Linked DNA regions of Mus musculus: region 1 is linked to region 2. The links are chromatin contacts, called in public Micro-C maps. All regions are on one chromosome and are shown on one strand. The core of a region is the stretch at or near the end of the contact, and the rest is flanking DNA. Distances in the headings are between cores, read along the strand shown.

The links. Hi-C and Micro-C count contacts between places; a contact is called where the count stands out from the background.
Region 1: a contact with region 2 is called in a Micro-C map of granulosa cells, with 4 times the contacts expected there. The contact joins the enhancer-like site here to the promoter of Atp10a in region 2. A contact is called at or near these places in 5 of 39 promoter capture datasets (the 3T3-L1 cell line, embryonic stem cells and pre-B cells), 1 of 484 Hi-C or Micro-C datasets (granulosa cells), 4 of 115 datasets of contacts at active chromatin or transcription factors (effector CD8 T cells, fibro-adipogenic progenitors, neural progenitor cells and 1 more) and 3 of 9 other capture datasets (adipose tissue, liver and pancreatic islet).

What each region holds. Positions count from the first base shown.
Region 1 is chr7:58,784,660-58,789,996 of GRCm38.p6, reverse strand. It overlaps Atp10a (ATPase, class V, type 10A), which reads right to left. Exons shown (of 21, transcript NM_009728.2): 4 at 5,159-5,265; 5 at 4,640-4,771; 6 at 3,412-3,542; 7 at 1,551-1,803. Among named protein-coding and RNA genes, the nearest start is that of Gm39019, 56 kb to the right of the region's middle. Within about 2 kb of position 1,331, at least 52 of the 459 cell types and tissues checked have an H3K27ac peak or open chromatin away from gene starts, as enhancers often do. A contact at or near this core is called in adipose tissue, granulosa cells and neural progenitor cells, where this site is marked.
Region 2 is chr7:58,653,784-58,659,614 of GRCm38.p6, reverse strand. Atp10a (ATPase, class V, type 10A) reads right to left here and starts at 1,413. Exons shown (of 21, transcript NM_009728.2): 1 at 700-1,413. The coding sequence starts at 1,160.

The DNA.
Region 1 (5,337 bases), core at 82-2,581, 130 kb before region 2:
TTATTAGGTCAAGAGGTGAGAGAAGAATATGCCCATAGTCTCTGTGGCTAGCTTTGGTATGTGAGCTCTGGCAAACCATGGGCTGAACTGATTGGAGATGATCTATTTCAGTCCTGGCACTTCTGCACAGCACAAAGATGCATAAAGGCTTTTATGCCTCAAATACTTAACTGTTTCCTCTGGAAGTGACAGAACCTGTTAACCTTAGCTTTGCATTTGACTTCTGTCAAATCTATGATTCTGTCCCATAAAGTCTCAGATGACAACTTTATTTTTTAATTGTGCTATTAATATTATCTTTTATTGACAAATCATAACTGAACACATTTAGAGGGTGCAGATGTTTTGTTTTGACATAGAATAAAATGTGCTATACATACACACGAAACTATTTAATATATCCATTACCTCACCCTCAGTGGATATATCAGCATTGATTGAAGGCACTGGTGTGCTAGAGATCTCAAACCTGTTCTTGCCTGTCTGAAACTGAGTCCCAGCTCTACAAGGCTTCTAAAAACACAATGCCTGGGAGTACACTTCAGTGCACAAAGCTGAGTAAGTGGGCAGGGAAAGGGGAAGCAAGAGGGTTAGAGTGTGGTAGGGACCGCGGAATGAGGTTAGGAAGGTAGACAGGGTAGATAGGCAAAGGCATGGAAAACACCACTAGCAGTTTACTTGGGGTGCACATGAAAGTGTTAAACAGTAGGTAGACTCGTCTGCTTTCTGTTATATTGTATACAAAGGAAGATAGTGCCCATCAAGATAATTCTTAGGTGCTGGGGAGATAGCTTAGTAGCTACTGATCCAGCCACTCACTGGATCCCATTCCCCACTCTATTCTCTTGGCAGTCTGTGCTTTTTTGCTTTTCTTATTGGAAAGAAGGGAACTGTGGGGCAGGGGTATGTGTGTGTGCGCGGCAGTGGGGGGGGGGTGACTCACTCAAAATTGCTATTACTCTAGAGCTATGACTGAAGTGCAGGCATCTTCATCACTGTATTTTCTCTTGGCAAGGGGCTTAAGAAGCTTGGTGATTTTGCCAGAGCCTTTCTTCAGCAAGGAGGGAGGCAGCAAAGGATAAGGAAAGGAAAGATGGGAGGCAGGGCTAGAGACTCATTTCTCTCAGCCTTGAATAGACATTGTGTTCCAAGGCTAAGAATGCATTGTAAAGTACACAGTGCCCGTCTGAGAATTTTCAGCTGATAGCTGAAAGATAAATGAGTGACAACAGAAAATCTCTCTGCCCCTCTGTGGTGCAAAGTGAAGCCACCGCAGAAACTAGCACTTCAAGGGTGTGCTGTCTGGCTGCTGTGCTTGCCTGGCAGAAAATGAGCCAAAACAGATGCATATCATTCCAGACACAGCAGCGAGCACGACAATGTCAGCTCATTCTATAAATAGTTCTGGGCTCCCAAGTGATCAAGAAAGATTTATCTTCCCTTCAGCCAGCAAACCCTGAACCTTGTGGACTGTCTCCTGCCCATGCACAATTTGGAGAGAGCAGTTCTCTAATCCAGCCCAGACTGGAGGCCTCTGTCCTCACACTCACCATTGGCATCGTGAGAATATTCTATGCCGGACACAGTGCATCTTCGAAAGACCATCTTGTTCTCAGTTAATGTGCCGGTTTTGTCCGAGAAGATGTATTTTATCTGCCCTAAGTCTTCTGTTATGTTCAGAGCTCGGCACTGCAGCTGTGAATCTGTCTCTTCATCATAGAGCTCTATATCTTGGTTAATGAAGTATACTTGGCACACTTTAACAATTTCAATGGAAACATATAAGGAAATTGGAATCAAAACCTAGAATACAAAGGCACACGGGATGAATGACTATGAGCACCAGGGAGCAGTTCTCAGTTAATACAATCAAATCAAATGACAAATGACCAAGGAAGCAGGAACTGTACTGTACCTTTAAGAGCTTAAATGGGTTGGCTTAAAGTCACTATTGGAAAAGGATTAAAAGTACTGACAAAGAGTTTAAACTAGAATAGCCTAGGCTGGTGCAATTGCAGAGCGGAAATCCACTCCTATGTCTGGAAGGATAACGATGGCCTGGAGACTAAGTTGTGCTTGAGAGGGGCTAGGAAAGGAAAGAGAGAAGAGAAGAAAACAGGCACAGTCAGAGTCCTCATGAGCAAAGTCACCTCTAACTATAGCAGCACTCTCCCTCATGTTTCCCCAGAGCCCCAGTGACAGGAGCTGTCTATTACCCAAGGATGCGCTCCACAGTCCGGGGGGGGGGGGGGGGGGGCAGCCATGGGATGAAAAGAGTTGTTTCAGAGGCTGGTTTTATGTTGCAGTACAATTTCCTGATCTTGTGCAATAGAGAGCAAATGCAAGATGGCTTGAGAAAAAAAAAAATGCAGTGTGGTTTGATCATTCAAGACCAAATTTCTGGAAATGAATGTTTATTTATAGAGCCACAACACTGACCTAATATTTATGAGCCCAGAATATCATCTTCTGACTAACTGGGTTCTCTTGGTAAATTAATTATGTTAATAAGACACCAACTATTATCCTAACTCAAGGCTAGAACAAAATTTACATTTACAAAAAAAAAAAAAACAACATAAAACAAAAAACAAAACCTAATTTGCAATGTCAAATGATACTGTTTTCCAACTGTAGGAAGGAACCACTTGTGATAAGGCGAGGCTGGACACAGCCTCTGGTTGCTCTGTCCTCACACAGGCTAGGTGTGACCATCACTGCCCCTTAGAGCTCTGGGGATGTTTTTACTCCTTAACAGACCTTTCTGGTGCTGCCATTCAGTTACAGATAGGCAGGCATGTGAATGCCTATGACTGCTACTGAATACTAATGCTAATATATGCAGCAGCACCAGAATGAATTCTGGGAGAGGGGCTCATCTGCAGAGATGCTGTGAATGAAATAGCTTGGGGTTTTGCTTGTAGCAAAGTATTCAGGTTGGCTGCCTCGATTTCGTGGAGAACTACATCAGTAGGAACACACTCATGTCAGGGAACTGGGTGAGAGGCGAATGTGGATGTCCTCCATTAGTGTACGAAAATTTCTGTAGATCTAAATATTATTCCCAGATTAAATTTATTTTTTAAAAGAGGACTCAGGATGTACCTCAGTGGTTAGAGCACTTGCCTCGCATGCGTGAGGCTAATAATAATAAATTAGTAATAATTCATAAATAGTAATAGAAAAACAGAGAAACAATGGGAAAACTCAATCCCCAAAGCGTTGATCAGTTAAAGAAAAGCAAAAGAAGAGCATGAACTGGAAAGTCACCAAAGAGCCTTCAAATAGAACAAAAAGCAACGTGGATTTGTGATTCTTCAAGATGCAGAATTGATAGAAAATTCTTTGCAAGATTTTTATGTTCTCGAGAGGAAAGTAAAGTAATTACCATATAATATTTATTACTGTTACCTGCAGAACTATTATCATTGTAAAAAATGAGTAAACTGCAGCTGTGGCTGGGGATAAAGAGCTGCCATCAGACTCGGGAACATCAAATAGTGCTTTTTTCTCTTGATAGCGCCGAACCCACAATCCATGCCCTGTGCATGTTTAAAGAGAGGCATCATTCATCTGACAGGAAAGAAAGAACGCTGCTTGGGAAAATTAAGACATTTTTTTAAAAATTGCTACTGACATTGTTATTGACATATTCGTTCTATCAGCTTTCTTTGTCATAAAAGAAAGCACCCTTCGGCAGGCAGCTGGGAAGAGTGCACACTGAGTTTTGCTCCCATCCAGAGTTTCTTAAACTGTGTATGATACTACACTTGTGATCGTGTCACTTGGGAGGCTAAGGTAGAAGGATCAAACATTCTCCCCCATCCTAGACAACATAGCAAGAACCCCCACAACTGCACTCAAGGGTTTCCTATTGATGGTGCTGAATGGCGCCACTGATCCTGATATAAAACACGGCCTGTGTGCTGGGAGAATGACTTCATCATCCAGGTGCCTAAAAAACAGAGTCACAACGGCCTGGGTAAGCACGCATTAGGACCTAAATACGGCCCATGTGGCCCCTTCTTGGGGATTCAACTTTCACATGTTACAGTTTCTAAGAAGTCAAGGGTTATGCGTGTTTCTCGCTAAACTAATTTGCACACCTCTCTGGTTACAGAAACCTTTTGGTGTTCTATGTGGCTCTGCTTTAATCATCTGACACCATGCTACACCTGTCTGGTCCATGTTGACAAGGTAGGGACAAGGTATAAATCAAGTGCTGGAGCCTCAAAACATGCTACTGAAAAGGTTCTACAATCTTTTGGTCCCCTTCCAAGACCCATATTGTTGTTTTCTCTTTTGTCATACCGCCTCATTGCTATATGTGTTCCTCTCCTGTCGCTAGCTTTCATCACTATTGCTGAATCCTCTTTCACTGGACACATTACTACGGCTATGACGGACCCATCGCCCCCATCCAAGTAGCCTTCAACTCCAAAAGGAACATTACTCTGCAAGCTCATTCACCTCAGTGTGGCCACACTGATGCTGATGCAGGCACTCCTGGAATCCAAGTAGTGAAAATGGTGTTTTGACCTTTAAGGTGCTGGGTCTAGTGGAGTCAGGATAGCCCCCAAGCTTGCCTGTAGGCTGTGCAGCAGTCTACTTCACTGAGGACTCATCTTGGGAGACTTACCAACCGCTGAAAATAGAGATATACAAACGAGGAGAAGGACACACCAGAGGACATCGCAGTTCATCTGCCTTTCAAGCTGGCTGCGCTTGTAGCGGGGCCCACTATTGTTCAGCAGGGCTTTGGTTTCATGTCCTGCAGAGGAGGATGGAGGGGTATGAAACACCAATCTCCTAAAGACAAGGAACCAGGGACTGGAGCCTACAGAGCAATTATGCTGGATTTCAGCTCTCTAAGAACCTCGGTCAAAATAGGATTCAGAATGCATTATATAACAACTGTAAAATGAACAGAAAGAAATATTCTAAAGAAAACGGAAGAACACTTCAATTGAGTTGTTATTAGAACTTTGGTTTTTGTTTTTGTTTTTCTGATACTTTTCTGTTTTCATAAATTTTAAGTTTCCAATTTCCTACAATGGGTATGTACAACTTTTAATATGAGATAGAAATTAGAAAGAAACATTGGAGAGTACGTGGCACAGTGTGGCAGTAGATGGTCTTAGGTGTAGCCTGTGCCTACCTGCGTAGATGACAATTCCAGCCACAGCCTCTGTGTTTCTGATGGTGCACCCACGAAGCAGCAAGTTTTCCTTATGCAGCCCAGCCTTCTCCCCATTGCTGTGCATGCTGTGGAAGAACACGGAGCAGGGCATGTCACATGGCTACACAAGCACTTTGTTGAAGTACCCAGAAGGCCCT
Region 2 (5,831 bases), core at 164-2,663:
AAGGAAGGAAGGAAGGAAGGAAGGAAAGAAGGAAGGAAGGAAAAGATGGCTCGTGGCATGTCCCAGCACTGGGGAAACTAAGGAAGGAAGCTCATCACTAGGTCATCACCCTGAGCTACATTGAGATCCTATCTCAAAAACACTGCAGCAAGGTGGAGAAAGAAGAAGCCTAAGAAAAGGAGAGGCAAAGGAGGACAGAGGGAGAGAGAGGGGCACCGGCAGGGTCAGGGAGAAGGAGCAAGGAGACTAAAAAATGGTACCCAGACTGTGGCGGGATCATAGCTAACTTAAATGGATGGACTGTTGTTTTTGCCTGACCTTCAATCTAATCTGTGCCCGATGAATCAGAACTTTTTGTCCCAAAACATCTATTATCTAAGACCAAGCTATAAATTCCTGTGTGTTAAATGCCATGGTGACTTGGCCAAGGATTGAGGCCAGGACTTCAGGTGATCATATTCTAGGCATAGGGTAAGGGCAGATGTGGATGAAACTAAACACGTGCAACCAGATGCCAACCATTGGTTCGTTCTAGTTTAGAAATTAAGTTTAGTGCTAATCTGGAACAGGGGACCTGTGTGCACCCCTGCATCTTTGAGGATGAATGATTTTCACCTGGCCCAGGCTACTCCGCGGGCCATCCTGGACTCGTGCAAGTCACACTCAACACCCTTTTTTCGGATGCTCAGTTTGGCTCACCTGCTGAAGACAAGGCAGCCCAGGTGGTTGATTTCATGGTCCGAGCGGTGTCGGCTGTAGTCCTCCCACAGGTCTTTGATGGCTGTGACCGCCAGAATGAAGAGCACAGGCGCCAGTGCCAGGCCCGGCTGGAAGGCGTTCACAGCCGGCACAAAGTTGAGCAGCGCGATGAAGACGAAGTACACATTGGCTAGGCGGTGGAACTGCTCGAAGAGATTCTTGGGCAAGAAGGACAGCAGCGTGTACTTGGTGGTCTTGAGGCGGTTGTCGGCCAGGTGCTGGATGCAGCCGCGCATCAGCAGCCGCTCGCCCTTGGGGGCTCCGATCGTGGAGTCCTCGGTGCCCAGAGGCGGTAGCAGGTTGGAGCGCACCGTGCGCGTCCTGCCCTCCCAGCGCCTTCTTCGCGGCCGCCGCCATCCCGAGGATGCGGACTCTTCGGCCGCCGGGAGCTCCCGCTCCATGGCCGCGTGTCGCCGCGCCCGGCTCCTCTGCCGCTCGCGCCAGCCTCCTAGGTGATCATCGCCCGCCGCCCGGGCGCGGCAGCGCGGACTCCCCTCCTGCGGGACGCACAGACACCACAGTCAGCGTGCCGAGCCCCGCCCAGCCCGCGCAGCCTGTCCAGACTTCCAGGTCTACTAGTCCCCGCGGGCAGGAGGTCGCGGGCCGGCTCGGCGCTCTTCCCCTCGCAGTCCCCTCCCGCCACCCAGGCGGCCTGGGCGGTTTCCGCCGAGGTGGCTCCTCTGCCCCGCCCTCACTCAGCGCCCAGATTCAGATTGGGCGGATAGCGGGAAACAAAAAGAGCCCGCGCTGGAAACTTTAGAGAGCTTTACTTTCGTTTCTCTGAGGCATCCAGTTTAGTCCCAGAGAGTTTGCAAACTCACTGTGCCACTAAGAGAGGAAGACTGAGTATCAGTTCGCCCCATCCCCTCCTAGCCCGCGCGCTCTAACTAGAGCAGACAGACTTGATCCAGGACCAGGAAATGTTGTCTGGAGAGCTGGTTTAGGACCTCCTCAAGGCTGGGTCATTTGAAGTTAAACCCAGAATCCTTAGTATACCGATTTTCCAGTTTCCAAATTATGTTTTGAAAAGCGCATTGCCACCTAAGTACTCTCCATAAAGTCACTATTTCTGTCCCCCCCCCCAAAAAAAAACAAAACAAAAAAAAAAACAAAAAAACACCCTACCCTCCAGCTTGCACTTACTTTCAGATATAATTTTTTGGTGAACTGGAAATTTTCTTTTTCTAGAATTACCTTCAACATTCTTTGTTCCCCAAATAGGACTTTTTTTTAAATTTCTTCATAGAAGAGAAGATTATAATATAGATCCAAAGAAACATTTGGGTCACTGTTTCCCTGCCTGGTAAACAAGGACTGAGATTCCCTAGGGCAGTTTTGTTCTAGAGATCTAGAAAAAGACTGGGCAGAGAGGGAGCCTGATGGGCAGCTGAGGGAATGTGAGCAAAGGGTTCCTTTCCTGTTGATGGGAGAGAGGAGTTTACATACATTGAATATTGGGAAATTGAAGGTGACTTTGGAAGGAGCTGGGAAGCATACTACAGGTGAAGTAGGGGCCCACAACTTCCACTCCGTGTGCCTCTTTACAGATACAGAGATGAGAAATGGGGATATTTGTGGTCTAGGAGAGCATGGCTGGCAAATAAATGAGAAATAACTTTGGGGTACTTTGTGTTCAGATTTGAGGACCTTAGCCTCTTCCTTTAACAGGCTAGTCCTTCCTTTCTCTCCCTACCTCAGCACCATTTGCTAGCTTTGGGTACTTCCTCTGAGGGTCCTGATCTGGCTTTACTGAAAAATCACTTGTCTTTTCCTATCCCTCTTTTTGGGTGTCCAACCTTGTGCTCCTTGGTTCACATGCTACCCAGCTATTGGAGGTTATCATCCTTGACCAAGCCCATAGTAGTCAATAGAATCCAGCATTAGAAGAGTAAAGTAACAGCTACGGAAGGAAGGAAGGAAGGAAGGAAGGAAGGAAGGAAGGAAGGAAGGAAGGAAGGAAGGAAAGGAGGGAGGGAGGGAGGGAGGGAAGAGAGAAGGAATGAAAGGGAAGAGGAGAGGAGAGGAGAGGAGAGGAGAGGAGAGGAGAGGGGAAGGGAAGGGAAGGGAAGAGAGAGAAGAGAAGAGAAGAGAAGAGAAGAGAAGAGAAGAGAAGAGAAGAGAAGAGAAGAGAAGAGAAGAGAAGAGAAAATTTCCCTCCCTATCAAATATCCACTCCCAGTAAGAGGTTCAAATTTGAAGGGTGAAACCAAGATAAGAAAAACATTGGGCTAAAGTGTCTGCATTTCCCCCAAAAGAACTCTCATCTCAGGGTTGACAATCCTAAGCCAAAGATTAGGAGAAAATCCAGTCTTTAACACCTGACTCTGCTTTCAACTCCATCATCTAACCTAGTGGAGTTCCAGGTCGGCCAGTTCCTTCATTCCTTGGCGGTCGCTTGTCTTTACAGATATTCCAGGATTGCCCCACAGCCTTCAAGTCAGTTGACCCCCTTTTAAGATCTGTGCTTCATTCAGTCCCCACTGTCAATGTAGTCACATGAGCACTTTATTTCATTTCCTTACCCTCAAGCTCCTAGGAATCCCCCGTTGCTTTCAAAGTCAAATGCTGACTCCTCAGGCAAAGGTCCCTTGAGGACCTCGGGGAACTGGCACCAGATGCTTTAACTCTGCACCTTCTAGTCCCTGCCAACCCCAGGGTGAGAGGCCTCCTTACCCTTCTCAGAACAGACCGTGTCCCCCCGTCTACATTCCATGCTAAGATTCCAAGATTCTGTGAGTCACACTACCCCACCAGTCTGGAATCTTCTCTCACATACTCTTAACCAATCCAAATTCAGTATTTCTAGTTGGTCTTAGCTCATCTTACACACACATACACGCATGCATGCATGCACATACACATGTACACAATCCCAGGTTTTGTGGGACTTTTGAGCTTAGATGTTGCCCACCAGACGAATGCATAGACTTTAGGCTTACTTGACAAGAAACAAGGCTGTGACGTAGCCTGGCCAATGCTTGCCCCTCAAATCTCTGTACTTTTTTAATGGCACCTGGGTTCTGGGTCCTGGGTCCTGGGAAGATCACTGAACCCATCTTGTCCAGTAAGCCTCTTTTCATCACTGGTATTTACCCTGGCATTGTTGTGGGCAGCAGGAATGAGAAGGAAAACTGTCCAAGTCAAGAAACATACTTACAGCACTGAGATCCCAGCAGGAAGAGAATGCAACCCACAGTAAATCTTGAGAACCACTCAAGAGTCATAAGTGGGACCCTGTAGGGGTATAGGAGAGGTAAGTGAGAGGGAGTCTACAGGGCATAAAATCTGGATGAGGCAAAATCTGTGGTAGAACCAGGGACAGGAGATTATTCTGCACAAAGGCCTCAGAGAAGGACAGATCTAGAATTGAAATCGACGCAGGTAGGATTCTGTCTGCCATTCATTCAGAAACCCACAGTCCTTCCTCCTCCCCAAGTCTGTGCTGGAGTATGAGAATACCCCATGAACATCACCATATCCCAGTGTAGTCATCCCTAGAAGGAAGACATGAACATGCTGGAGCACAGAGCACAGGACACATAAGCATGCAGCTGCTGCCTCCGTGGAAAGAAGCCAGGAAGGAGACTTTCCAACAGCCCTAAATACAAGCCTGACCAAGGCTAGGAGTGATGCAGATGTCAAGTATAGGTAGTCATAGGAGTCTAGGTCCAGCAGGGAGATGTATGTCTGGAGCTAAGTAGGGGAGCAGAAACGTGACATCACATAGGTATATAAATCCTGGTGAGAATTTTGACTTTAATATTAAGTGCAAAGGGAGGCCTTTCAGCAAAAAAAGCATGTCATTGGACTCAGGTTTGTGACTCAAGGACCAGAGTAGAAGCAAAGGGGGCAGTATAGTAAGAAGTCACAGCCGGGCAGTGGTGGAGCATGCCTTTAATCCCTCCCAGCACTTGGGAGGCAGAGACAGTCGGATTTCTGAATTCAAGGCCAGCCTGGTCTACAGAGTGTGTTCTAGGACAGCTAGGGCTACACAGAGAAACCCTGTCTTGAAAAACAAACAAACAAACAAAAAGTCACTGCAGGGCAGATAGGGGACAGTGGCTCAGGCAGGTGGTTATGTGGAGGTGAAAGGGGGCTGCTTAGGGCAAGAGGATTTAATATTAGTTAGTATATCAAGGAAAGAACTGCATATGGCCAAGCGGCTGAAAGTGGAGCTGTCATCTGATGTGTCAGGTTGGGGCTGTTGTAGCTTTCAAATCTACTGGGAAAGACCAAAGACTTAGTCTCAACTCACATTTAAATTGACTGAATCTATCCTTACTTCGAGCAGGCTAGCAGCCTTAGAGTCAATCAGCATGCTGTGCTGAAGGGGGCTAAAGGAAGGGTTCTCAAAGGTGGGTATCAACGATGTACATTACAGTTATCTATGAAATCTACACCTGGACATGAAAATTGTTTTACTCCCCTCAGCTGTTTCTCTTTCCCACAATATAGTAATAAAAAGTTCACTCGTCCCAGTCCCACAGCAATAAGTGAGTGTACAAAAGCAAAAAGCAAGCTGTTAAATACCTCATAGCACAAACACCATTATCCCATTCTCATCTCACCTGCAGGCCCCTAGGGTCTCACAAGCATTCCAGGGCAACAGTCAATAGCTCTTAAGGGATGACTAGTGCCTTATTAAGTTGCTTTAGCCATCACAGGGGACTTGCATGTAAATTATTACACAGGTCTGAGCACTCTAGGGGAAGTATCTCTAATAAGTGGGATAGAACAGTTTATTTGGGAGAAGGCAATAACACAGTATCATCAGGTTAGAGCTGACTGTCACATTCCCACAGGGTGATGCCACAGGAACCGAGGTAGACAGGAAGGTCAAGTCTAAGAGGAGAGTTAACCAGTCAATATGCAAGAAAGAGTGGGAGAGAGCAGAGTTGTCAGCACGCAGGGTTTCGCTACCCTTTGTGAGGGACAGGGTTTGAATCTATATTTGCTGCAGTTGCATAGAAGCATGGGTCCCCCATGACAAAAGCAAAGGACAAGAGGAATGGTTTGTCCTTTTTTTAATAGATAGAGGATGGGTGCTAAGCACAGCAGGGTCAGGTAAGGCA